Regions from separate parts of the Sus scrofa genome. Here region 1 is linked to region 2. The links are chromatin contacts, called in public HiChIP or PLAC-seq maps. All regions are on one chromosome and are shown on one strand. Each heading gives the region's core, a stretch centred on a gene start, on an enhancer-like site or on the middle of the called end of the contact. The rest is flanking DNA. Distances are from core to core; before and after follow the strand shown.

The links. HiChIP or PLAC-seq counts read pairs in DNA pulled down with a chosen protein or histone mark.
Region 1: a contact with region 2 is called in an H3K27ac HiChIP or PLAC-seq map of skeletal muscle. The contact joins the enhancer-like site here to the promoter of RHOF in region 2. A contact is called at or near these places in 3 of 5 promoter capture datasets (fetal skeletal muscle and liver), 5 of 47 Hi-C or Micro-C datasets (alveolar macrophages, blood, embryonic fibroblasts and 2 more) and 2 of 2 datasets of contacts at active chromatin or transcription factors (alveolar macrophages and skeletal muscle).

Annotation. Positions count from the first base shown.
Region 1 is chr14:30,975,524-30,981,950 of Sscrofa11.1, forward strand. No RefSeq gene overlaps it. Among named protein-coding and RNA genes, the nearest start is that of MORN3, 13 kb to the right of the region's middle. Within about 2 kb of position 2,103, at least 57 of the 83 cell types and tissues checked have an H3K27ac peak or open chromatin away from gene starts, as enhancers often do. A contact at or near this core is called in alveolar macrophages, embryonic fibroblasts, fetal skeletal muscle and 1 more, where this site is marked.
Region 2 is chr14:30,894,788-30,900,952 of Sscrofa11.1, forward strand. RHOF (ras homolog family member F, filopodia associated) reads left to right here and starts at 1,613. Exons shown (of 5, transcript NM_001123190.1): 1 at 1,613-1,750; 2 at 2,057-2,144. The coding sequence starts at 1,613. It overlaps LOC110256740 (a long non-coding RNA gene), which reads right to left. Exons shown (of 6, transcript XR_002338657.1): 2 at 6,148-6,165; 3 at 5,915-5,998; 4 at 5,694-5,763; 5 at 4,705-4,963; 6 at 4,125-4,557.

The DNA.
Region 1 (6,427 bases), core at 853-3,352, 81 kb after region 2:
TACATAATGGGAGAAAATATTTGCAAGTGAAGCGACTGACGGATTAATCTCCAAAATTTATAAACACCTTCTGTAGCTCGATACCAAAAAAACCAACGACCCATCAAAATATGGGCAGAAGATCTAAACAGACAGTTCTCCAAAGAAGACATACAGATTGCCAAGAAACACATGAAAAGATGTTCAACATCACTCATTAGGAGAGAAATGCAAATCAAAACCACTATGAGGTACCATCTTACACCAGCCAGAATGGCCACGATTAAAAAATCTAAAAACAGCAAGTGCTGGAGAGTGTGTGGAGAAAAAGGAACCCTATCACACTGTTGGTGCAAATATAAATTGGTGCAACCACTGCGGAAAACAGTATGGAGATTCCTCAGAAAACTCAAAATAGAATTACTATTTGATCCAGCAATCCCATTCCTGGGCATCTATTCAGAGAAAACCATGACTCGAAAAGACAAATGTACTCCAATATTCATTGCAGCGCTATATACAATAGCCAAGACATAGAAACAACCTAAATGTCCATCGACAGAGGAGTGGCTAAAGAAGATGTGGTACATATACACTATGGAATATTAGCCATTTAAAGGAACAAAATACCGGCATTTTTAGCAACATGGATGGACATAGAAATTATCATGCTAAGTGAAGTCAGTCAGACAATGAGACACCAACATCAAATGCTATCACTTACATGCGGAATCTAAAAAATGGACACAATGGGAGTTCTCGTGGTGGCGCAGTGGAAACGAATCCAGCTAGGAACCAGATGGCGGGTTCGATCCAAGGCCTCGCTCAGTGGGTTACAGATCCGGCATTGCTGTGACCTGTGGTGTAGGTCGCAGACGCAGCTTGGATCTGGCGTTGCTGTAGCTATAGCGTAGGCTGGCGACTACAGCTCAGATTCAACCCCTAGCCTGGGAACGTATATATGCCATGGGTATGGCCCTAAAAAGAGTCTCTGTACTCACTTTACACCATCCCGTCTACCTCCAAGAACTTACCCAGGTTACTCCTATGCCTGAACCCTGCAGTCCTTCCCGAGTGTGATTTCATCAAGGGCAGGGGTTGAATCTTATTCACCTTTGAATCTCCAGCATCCAGCACAGTGTACATACAAAAAAGATAACATGTTTTCCACATGTATCTACGGAATTAAGTTGGTGAAGTGACACATGGGACTTTCAAAACATCTATAATTTTACATCACAAAATCACATTTGCCTCTAGGCAGACTTGTTTCTTTTTTGGCTCTTATTCAACATATTTTCCTAAAGATTTCCTGTCTAAGGAGTTCCTGTTGTGGCACAGCAGAAATGAATCAGACTAGGAACCATGAGGTTTCAGGTTCAATCCTTGGCCTCACTCAGTGGGTTAAGGATCTGGCATTACAGTAAGCTGTGGGGTAGGCTGCAGATATGACTCGGATCCCAAGTTGCTGTGGCTGTGGTGTAGATTGGGAGCCGTAGCTCCAATTGGACCCCTAGCCTGGGAACCTCCATATGCCGTGGGTGCGGCCCTAAAAAGACAAAAAATAAATTATTAAAAAAATATATATTTCCTAAGATTTCTCACTAGGTCATACCTTTCTGTGTGTGAGACTCTGTACTCTATTTTTTTTTAGTAACACTTGTTTTCAACCTGGACATTGAAAGTCCTGAAGTTTTTTTAGAAATATAAGAATTCACGGGGCAAAAAAAAAAACTTAGGGAACTCCTCTTTTTCCCTAAAAACTTTACTTAAGACACACATAAAAGAATAATCTTGTAAAACCTTTTTAAAATCGAAAATTAAGTTCCCTGTGATCACCTCTTGGCTCTGCAGCAGGGTATTAGGGACAGTCCCCAAATACTGCTTTCCACTCAGCTACACTTGCCTTTACCGCATTTTCTCCCTCCGCCCTTTGGCTTGGGAACACCATCCCGCCCACTTCCGGCAGAGACAACCACGACGCAGGCGCAACTCCCCAACCTTCAGGTCGAGTGCTGAAGTATGCGCATGTGCACGAGGGGGCAGGGCTGGTTAATTGCGCGGGAGAATGTAGGTCCAAGGAACTCACGCGACTGTCTCCGCCCATCTAAATAGGCGGGCGGAGCCAAACGTCTCCTAAAGGTTCAGGCTACGCACGCGCACTGAGTGCAGGAGCGTGGCCTAGACCAAAGGTAAGCCTCTACGCATGCTCATTTAAATAAGGCAAGCAGCTTCTTACGTCAGCTCCTTAGCCCGCCTCCTTTCTCTCGGGTTTACCCCCCTTTGACATTTAAAGGGCTGGGGAGCCCCTTTTCGCCAACTTGCTTTTTTTTTTTTTTTTTAATTAAGTATTTATTGAGAGCCTACAGTGTGCCAGGCCCAGCTTACATTGTACTTTATGTGCATTTTTCAGTTTTCCCTTGGTAATAATTACGTTAATTTTTTTTTTTTTTAGTGCCACACCCATGGCATATGGAGGTTCCCAAGCTGGGAGTGGATAGGAGCTGTAGCTGCAGCCCTACGCCACAGCCACAGCAACTCGGGATCCAAGCCAATCTGCGACCTCCACCACAGTTCATGGCAATGCAGGATCCCTAATCCACTGAGCGAGACTAGGGATCAAAACCACAACCTGGAGTTCCCGTCGTGGCGCAGTGGTTAACGAATCCGACTAGGAACCATGAGGTTGCGGGTTCGGTCCCTGCCCTTGCTCAGTGGGTTAATGATCCGGCGTTGCCGTGAGCTGTGGTGTGAGTTGCAGACGCGGCTCGGATCCCGCGTTGCTGTGGCTCTGGCGTAGGCCGGTGGCTACAGCTCCGATTCAACCCCTAGCCTGGGAACCTCCATATGCCGCGGGAGCGGCCCAAGAAATAGCAACAACAACAACAACAACAAAAGACAAAAAAGACAAAAGACAAAAAAAAAAAAAAAAACCACAACCTCATGATTAGTAGTCGGATTCGTTTCTGCTGCGCCACAACGGTAACTCCAATATGTATATTTTTGAGTAAAGTTCTTCTCTTGGCCCCACTTGTATCATTTACTACTTTTGATGCTCTTCTCCAAAATAGGAGGAGATGCAGTGTTCTGAGCAGGTCTTCCTGGATCAAGAGGTCTGAGACTGAATCCATTTCTTTGCTCTTTTGCTCTGTGTCTTGCATAACTTTTGTGAATGTAAGCATTTGCATTTTGTTTGTTTGTTTTAGGCCTCGTCTGTGGCATTTGGAGATTCCCAGGCCAGCTGCAGCCGCTGGCCTACACCCCAGCCGCAAAACACAAGGTCCGAGGATCTTGCAACATTAGATCCGAGCAGTGTCTGCGATCTACACCACAGCTCATGGCAATGCCAGATCCTTAACCCAGTGGTCAAGGCCAGGGATTAAACCTGCAACCTCATAGATACTAGTCATGTTCATTATTGCTGAGCCATGATGGGAACTCCATTTTTAGAGATTTTTTAAAATGAAGATAGGCTAACTACCCACCTCATAGGATTGGTTTGAAAAAAAGTATGGAGGAGTTCCTGTCGTGGCTCATCGATCAATGAATCTGAGTAGTATCCATGAGGTTTCGGGTTCAATCCCTGGCCTTGCTCATTGAGTTAAGGATCTGGCATTTTCATGAGCTGTGGTGTAGGTGACAGAAGAGTCTTAGATCTTGCATTGCTGTGGCTGTGGCATAGGCTGGCAGCTGTATCTCCAATTTGACCCCTAGCCTGGGAATCTCCATATGCCCCGTGTTCGGCCCTAAAAAGACAAAAAAAAAAAAAAAAAAAAAAAAAAAAAAGGTATGGAAAGTACCAAGTACTGTGGCTCTTGCCAGCTATCTAGTAAATAAATAGCAATCATTAAGTGGAATTTGTCAGAAAATAGTTTTATAGTTTCTGTAACGTAATCCCAGGTGGTCCTTCAGGAGGATTTACCTAATTGCCATGATGGCTAGCAGTTGTCATGGTGCCTCTTTCTCCACAGTGTTGCCATTTTTCTAGTCTAGACAGTATGTAATGGTATGGCAGTGTTCTTTTATTTCTCTAATTGCTAGTGAGGTTGTGCATTTTTCATGGGATGATTTATTAGCTGTCTTTTTGTAGCTGACAACTATTTTCAAACACCGTAATTTCCACTGGCTTATCCCTGCAGACATTATGTTAGCTTCTGAGAGAGCATTTTGCTGATCAGTTAAAAAGGGGGGGGGGCGGATTGGGGAACTGTGGGCAGGAAATGGAAACTTTCCAAGGAAAGGATAGAGAACTCATCCCCAAGCAGTGCTGTCAGGTAGAACTTTCTATGGTAAAGGAAATGTTCTGAATCTGCCTGTGCTGTCCCCTAGGATAGCAAGTTACCATATGTGCCTACTGAATACTTGGAAGGTGGCAATTACAACTGAGGAATTGAATTTTTTTGGGGGGGGGGCACACCCGCAGCACATGGAGGTTCCTAGGCTAGGGGTTGAATTGATTCAGAGCTACAGCTGCTGGCCTGCGCCACAGCCACAGCAATGCAGGATCCAAGCCGTATCTTCGACCTATACCTCAGCTCTTGGCAATGCTGGATCCTTAACCCACTGAGCGAGGGCAGGGGTCGAACCTGCAACCTCATGGTTACTAGTCTGATTCGTTTCTGCTACGCCACAATGAGAACTCCAGGAATTGAATTTTTATTTCTATTTAACTTAAATTTCAATAGATATTTTACCAACAGCCAATTCATTGATGGCCTTACAGTGGAGATCAAGAAAGGAGAGAAAGGATGGGAAAAGAGGGGCCCTACAGAGTGCCTTTATAGTGGCCTCATACTTTTTTGAGAAGGAAAAGCACATTTTACTGAGGAGGCTGTAAAACATTTAGGTTCTTGAAGTTCCCATCGTGGCACAGAGGAAACGAATCCGACTAGGAACCATGAGCTTGGAGGTTTGATCCCTGGACTTGCTCAGTGGGTTAAGGATCCGGTGCTGCCGTGAGCTGTGGTGTAGGTCGAAGACAAAAGACAAAAAAAAAAAAAAAAAAACCACAGGAGTTCCTGTCATGGCTCAGTGGTTAATGACTCTGACTAGGAACCATGAGGTTTCGGGTTCCATCCCTGGCCTCGCTCAGTGGGTCGGGGATCCGGCATTGCCATGAGCTGTGGTGTGGGTCGCAGACGTGGCTTGGATCCCGCGTTGCTGTGGCTCTGGCATAGGCTGGCGGCTACAGCTCTGATTCCCTAGCCTGGGAACTTCCATATGCCGCAGGAGCGGCCCAAGAAATGGCAAAAAGATTAAAAAAAAATAAAAAAAATAAAACACAAAAAAATTTGGGGTCTTGTCTCAAGGTCTTACATCGTTTTTTAATACTTTTTTATTATAGCCGATTTACAGTGTCAAGGTCTTACATCATGACATTAGGATTATTTTTCAGTACTACTACAGCGCAGATAAGTGGCTCAGCTGAGCACAACTGTTTGTTTTCTTTTTAGGGCTGCATCTGTGGCATATGAAGATTCCCAGGCTAGGGGTTGAATCACATCTGTAACTGCCAGCTTGTGCCACAGCCACTCCAACACCAGATCTGAGCCTCTTCTGCAACCTACACCACAGGCTCACAGCAACACTGGATCCTTAACCCACTGAATGGAGCCAGGGATTGAACCCAAGTCCTCTTGGATAATAGTTGGTTTCTTAACCCACTGAAACATAATGGGTTTTGTCTAACCATCTGTTTTACCACTAATTCCCCAAAGATGCAATAAAATCCTAAAAGTTACAAAGTTGGGGGGGAGGGGGGACTCATATATATGAAGGAACTCAAATTTAGGCTTTTTTTTTTGTCTTTTCTAGGGCTACACTCGCCGAATATAGAGGTTCCCAGGCTAGGGGTCTAATTAGAGCTGGGGCTGCCGGCCTACGTCAGAGCCACAGCAACGTGGGATCTGACCCGTGTCTGCGACCTACACCACAGCTCACAGCAACACCGGATCCTTAACCCACTGAGCAAGGCCACGGATCGAACCCGCAAACTCATCGTTCCTAATCGGATTCGTTAACCACTGAGCCACGACGGGAACGCCCTACTTTTTTTTTTAATTAAGGTATAATTGATTTACAATGTTGTGCCAATTAAAGGCAAAGATTTTTTTCTCAAACTTTTAAGTGAAAAATTTCAAACACACAGAAAAACATAAGTAATAGTACAATGAATACCTGTTATAACCTCTGCCTGTACTGGGCCATTACTGGCGTGTTGCCTTATGGAAACTGAGTCCTCATAAGACCAAGTTCCTTTGCTGACTGTATGATTGTTTTTTGTTTTTTGTTTTTTTTGTTTTTTTTTTTTGTCTTTTTAGGGCCGGACCCATGGCATATGGAAGTTCCCAGGCTAGGGGTCGAATTTCATTTGCAGCTGCCGGCCAACGCTACAGCCACAGCCACAGCCACACCAGTTCTGGGCCTCGTCTGCAACATACACCACAGC
Region 2 (6,165 bases), core at 363-2,862:
AACGCTTCCCCCAAGACTGAGTTCCTCAGAGGCAGGAACACAATTCCCTCTCAATAAACTTGTGCTGCAAAAAAGGAATGAATGGATGGCTGTTAATTCGTCCAGGAGTGCTTGACCCAGCAAATGTCTTCTGGCCCAGGGACAGGAAAAGGCTTTCCACTTAACTACTTTGAGCTGGCCCTTCTCTTCCCAGCGCTGGGCTCTTTGGGGACTTCCAGGGGTGGTCGCTGCTGCCATCTGGTGATCAGATCAGGCCTTGCAGCTGTTGAAAACCTCCACCTGGCATTTATGGAACTGCCAGGTTGGCAGTTTCCTTTCCGTAGTAGAGTTTACCTGATCCTTGTTGAGAACTTGGAAGTGGGGAATCTTCCAGGTGAAGTGGGGTTAAGAAGATCCTGAGTGCTGCCAGCCCTTTCCTGAGGGAACTACTAGTGGTCCTACCCAGCTGGGAAAGACCTCTCTCGCCTAGCCATGTCTGGGTACTTGCTTGGCATGTACTTGCTCCAGGGGTTCCCTCTGCCACTCCTGACCTCTGGGCAAAAGACAGCCCGAGGTCGCAAGGAGGTAAGGGTTGGAAGGCAGGGGTGATCTCAGCCAGCCATCCTGAGAGTACCTGTCCAGGGCCAAGGCTCAATAAATAGCTTTGGTGAGGAGTTGGGAGGGATGGGGAGAGAGCTTGGGATTAAGGATGTGTGTGGCTGCTGGCTGAAGAACACAAATTTCTTTGTGGGAGAGGGGTTGTTAGTCTCCAAAGTGGGCAGAACAGGGCCCAGCTGATCTCAACTAGATCTACCCTCGCTTTCCCCGTTCCCTCCTCGACGAAGTCTTGCTTGGTTCACGGTTCTGGGCCTTGCTAGAAAGAGGCTTCAGCTTGCGTGGTTTGGGGCCAACCCTCGAAAGGGTATTGTTCTGGGGCCGCTCACCTGTTTCCAAATTCGCGGCGCCGAGGCAATCGCCCGGCAGAGGGCGCCAGACCTCCACCTTTGGGGGCGGAGTGATAGGTAAGCGTAACTGCTGATCCCCGCACACAAGCAGGTATCTGATGGGCAGACACGACCTCCATACCCTGATCTTCCCTGGCACCGCCGACGCTACTTTCTTGGGGGAGAGGTCAGACTTCCCCTAGGCCACCTAGTTGGGGCGGGGCAAAGCTGAGAGCTTGAGATCTAGACTCCTCGAACCCGCTGGGAGACAATCCGCCAATCAAAGGGTCCTTGTCGGATTGGAGGAGGCCGAGTCGGCCTATCAGAGGGTCCGTGCCCGAAGACAGTCTGCCAATCAAAGGTGCTGGGTAGGGAGGAATGGAAACGTCGTATCTTGCCGGTTGGGGGCGCGCCGTGACTAGTGGGGGGGGAATAGGAGCTGCGCTTGCGGCTGAGCGCTTTTTCAGTTGCCTCAGTTTCCCTGGGAATGAAAAGTGAAGACTGGCCTGAGACCCTAGCAGGAAGGAAACAGGCTGGGAGGTCGACCCGGTTGACTGCCTGGCGGAGGTGGTGTCTTTTTCCGAGGGCGGGGCTCATTTTAGCCCCGCCTCCGGGCCCGCCCCCGCTTCGTTCGCTCAACCCCAGCGCTCTTCCCTGCGCGCTGCCGCCAGTGCTGCCGGCTGCGGGCTATGGACACCCCTGGGGCCCCGGCCCCGACCGCCGCGCCAGGCCCGGGCCGGAAGGAGCTGAAGATTGTGATCGTGGGCGATGGCGGCTGCGGCAAGACTTCATTGCTCATGGTGTACAGCCAGGGCTCCTTCCCCGAGGTGAGGCCCGCCCCGGGGTGGGGGGGAAGACTGGAGGCAGGTAGGTTAGGGGCGGTGGGGATGGACTTGGGACCACTGGGGACGAGGAACGGTCTTCAGCTTGAGCCCCGGGTCCAGGTCCTCAGCATCCTGCGCACGGAGAAGCGGCTGTCACCCCGGGGCGCCCCCTCGGGAATTCCAGAGCCTAGCAAAGAGATGTCTGGGCCCAGCAGAATGAGGGGATGAAGGTGGAGGATGGGGGTCCAGTTGGGCCCTGGGCTCCCGTCGCACCCCTTAAGAACCACAACCCGACCCCTCCTCCGACAGCACTATGCCCCATCCGTGTTCGAGAAGTACACAGCCAGAGTGACGGTGGGCAGCAAGGAGGTGACCCTGAACCTCTACGACACTGCCGGTGAGTGCGCCTGCGCAGCCGGGGTCCTAGGGTCTGCCGGAAGGGTTTCCCTGACCGGCATCCCCCGCGGAACGTCCCCGCCCTCCAGTCTCTCTGGGGCTCTGACATCCTGTCACTCCTGGAGGCCGCGGAGGGGCGCTGGCTGGGAGCCAGTTGACCACCGCCTAGCTGGGTGGTGCTGGAGGCCGAGTATTTGGAGGAGGTGAGCTCCAGGGGCACCTCCTAGTGCTGATGTCCTCCCGGGAGCTCACAGCTTCGTTCCTCTCCTGTGGTTCTAGAAAGCCGTGGGCTTTGCTTCTGCTTACCAAAGTTTCAGGATTTTGTGTGCTACATGCTGTGATCTCTTAAGATTCCGTGGGCTTCAGATTTGAGTCCCCTGGTGCGTACGATTCAGTGGGCTGCATTTCTGGGTCCTATGTTCCAGAATACTCTGTGACTCCAGGATTCTGTGGCCAGCAGTCCTGAGGCTCCAGGGCCCTATGGGTATAAATTCTGAATCTCGTGTTTCTGGGATTCCATGGGCATGGATCTGGAACTCTGTGATCTACAATTTTGAGCCTGTGATTCTAGAATTCTGTGGCTACAGTTCTGTTTCTTCTTGGTTCCCTGGGAAGGAATCAGGCCCTGAAGAAGGAACAGAGCTGTGGCGGGGGGAGGGGGGGGGCGGTTGGCTGGCAAAATAAGGCTCTCTGCCACCTGCAGCTCCTAAGGCAAGTGTATTTATGCTAATTGCGGCACAGTCATTATCCTTCCTATTGTTGGGGGATGGGTGGGAAGAGCATGGCCAATGGAAGGATTTGGGTACCTAGTACCCTGGGGGAGCTTCCATGCTGCCCTGACTCCCCTCTTGGCTGAATCAGCACTAGGGGCAAAGGTCAGGATTCCCAGCTGGGGCCTCACCCAGCCTCTGTGACTCAGTGTTTAGTGACCTGTGTGGAACCATGTCATCAGGTGCTCCTTGCCCTGTTAGCCAGGCCTTGTATGTTGGAGGTGAAGTCTTCTGACTGGCCTTGGATGGGGCTAAAATCCAGGATCACCTCCCCCCCACCCCACCCGCACAAGGCTGCCCGTAGTATCTCTCATTCCACCCCGGAGATGATGGGGAAAAGGGCTCTCCCTGCCCCACCTCCATTCCTGACTTTGTAGGGGTGTGTCCCCCCACTACAATGGCCTCTAGGGACCCTCTCTTGTTGGATGAGGGCCCTGCAGGGCTGGCCCCAGACCAGGACCAGGCCTCCAGCCTTATGGACTGGGAAAGCCAAAGGCTTCTGAGGAATTCCCAGGGCGTGGCCACAAGAGCAGTAAAAATTGTGGCATCTGGAATGCTTTTAGTTTCACATGTTCCTTGTCCCAGACCCAAGTAGGGGCAGGTTCATTAACCCCACTTTGTGGGTGGGGTGCTTGTAGAGTAGGGAGAGTCGGAGCGAAGCTTTTAGTTTCTCCTCGGTCCTCTGCCCTCACATCCCCGGGGTTCACTGTTCACTGCAGCTTCCCTCATCAGACCGAGTGCATGGACCACTTCTGGTCTTTCTGGCCTCACTCAGAGAAAGACACTCAAAGAACTTATCAGAGTAGATTGTCCTGTGGAGGTTCTGGGAAGGATTTTCACTAACAGCCACAGTGGGAGGGATAGGGGAAGTCCTTCCCAAGTCATCAGAAGCAGAGACCACCGGGGGCCATGATGACCCTGCCTACAACTTCCTGCCACATGCTTCGGAGTCAGTCCTGGGCTTTGAAGCCAGCCCCCTTGGCTGTGTCACTGGGGACACCTGGGCCTCAGTTTCCTTCTCTGTAATCAGGGCTAAAATAGTCATGAGGATTAAATCAGATTCTTGTGATGTACAGCACTTAGGTCAGGGCCTGGCTCTTGGAAGGGACTAAGTGCCATCACTGTGATTTTAACTCCCTGCCCCCCCCCCACTGCCATTCAGGCCCAGGCCCGAGCCCACGCCTGTTCTTCTGAACCCTGGCCTACCAAGCTCTGTGCCAGTCCCCACCCCTGCTTTCCCAGCGGGACCGTTCCAGGCAGCAGAAAAGCAGAGCTGGGGTTCGAACCTCTTGGTGGAGTCAGTCCCAGAGGGAGAAGACCGGCCTCACAGTCAGCAGGACAGCCCAGGAGGGGTGCTCTGAGGGGAGAGACATGGCTGCTCCATCAGGGGTGTCTGCTGTGACTGAGAAAGTCTCACTGTGGGGAGGAGCTGAAGGAAAGCCTGGGTCATTCTTCTTCCATCCGCCAGTACCAGCACGGCTGGTCCTAGAGCGAGGCTTGTGTAATGAATGAGTGAGGAAGAAGCCTGGGTGCAGAGACAACCCTGGAGAAGGTCCTTTGTGATAAAGATGATGAGTCTCATCTCTCCCTCTGGGGTGGACAGATACCAGGAGACAGTGGCAGGAAGGATGGCCAGGTGACCAACTAGAGAAAGACAGAGACTAAGTGAAGGCAGAGACCAAGATGGAGATGAGTCTAGTAAAGGTTGTTGTAGAAAGTACTAGAACCTGATGGGCTAAAACCTATGGCGGGGGCACAAGGTGGGGGCAGGGGAGCATCCCTCCAACCAACCAATGGTGCCCAGGCCTCTGGTATGCTGAATTTCTCCACACCCAGGACCTTGGCTGCAGGGGTCTGTGTGGGAGGACAGTCTGGCCACTTGTCTCCATCCTGCGGAAGCAGTTACAGACACTGCAGCGGCGGCGGGAGGGTGGATGGAGGGGTGACGGAGCTCTCAGTGCTCAAAGGTGAAGAGGGGCAGGGGCTGTGAGCACCCATTGCCCTAGCAGTTCATCTGCCGGCAGGAAGCTGCGGTGAAGTCTGACGTTTCCTGGGCAGAGAGGGGGAGGCGGGATGTGAAGACACCAACAAGAGACAGAGCTGTCTGGGCCCTGGGGTGGGGCCCAGGGTTGGGGCCTCGCAGGATGGGGTGGGGTTGCACTGGGAGGTGGCGAGCTGTGGTCCCCTTCCCAGCCTGAGGTGGGAACAGTAGGAAAAATGGGGGGCAAAGCAGTTGCTCAGACCGGAATCAGGGACAAGAGGGGTGTCTAGGAGCCAGGAGCCCTGGGGCTGGGGAGCTGATGCTGCTGGTCTGTCAGAGCCAGGCTGCCCCAGCCCCAGCTACTCCCATCTCCAGGGAGGAAATGCAGGTGGGTGGGCCCCAGTAGCACTAGTAAAAGCGGGTTCCCCTTCTGGCAGCTTCCCTTTCTCACACTGCCTGCACCCCTCCCCTGACCAATGCCCCAGCTGAAGCTGGGAACAATGTGCCCTGTGGATGTCCTCTGGGATATTTGGGGACCACTGCGGCCCCTCCTCAACCAAGCCCCAGGCCTTAGAGACCCTGCCCCTGGCAAGATGACTGCCCTGGCAGAGTTTCCCACAAAGGAAATACCCTCGCGTGAGGCAGGGCCTCACTTCCTCCCGCCCCACAGCACCACCAGCCTCAGGAAGATGGTCGGCTTCAAGGGGAGCCACGCCCCAGAAGGTCTTTCCTCGCCAGAAACAAATGCATCCTTTTGCGCATAACTCGGGAGTCTTTTTAACCTTTGGAGCCCACTCACCTGCAGAGGCCAGAGTGGGAGCCCTGTTCACCTCTGGGGAGATCACTTGCCCCTTTAAACCTTGGCATCACTGTGGGTAAATGAGGGTAATCACATCACCTTGTGGCTGGTAGGCCCCCTGAAGCTTGTGGGTCCAAAGACGTGGGGTTAGAATTCCCGCCTCCCCCCAGGACCCCTGTCCCTTGGGAGTTTCTATTTCGGTGGTAACCACAGGCCCTCACCTTTGCCAGGCATTGCTCAGCCACAAGGTTCTTTACTTTCAATACCAAGGGCAGGGTTATTAGCCCCTTTTCCAGATAAGGAACCTGAGGCCCAGGGAGGGAAGGGGCAGGAATAAGGAACATGAGTCTGAGGGGAGCCCGGCTGTCCTGGACTCCCAGGGGAGGGGCGTGACACTAGACACTAGATGCCCCTCTGGGAGACAGAAGCTCAGCAGCACTGGGAAGTCCATTACCTGCAGGCCTGCTCCCTG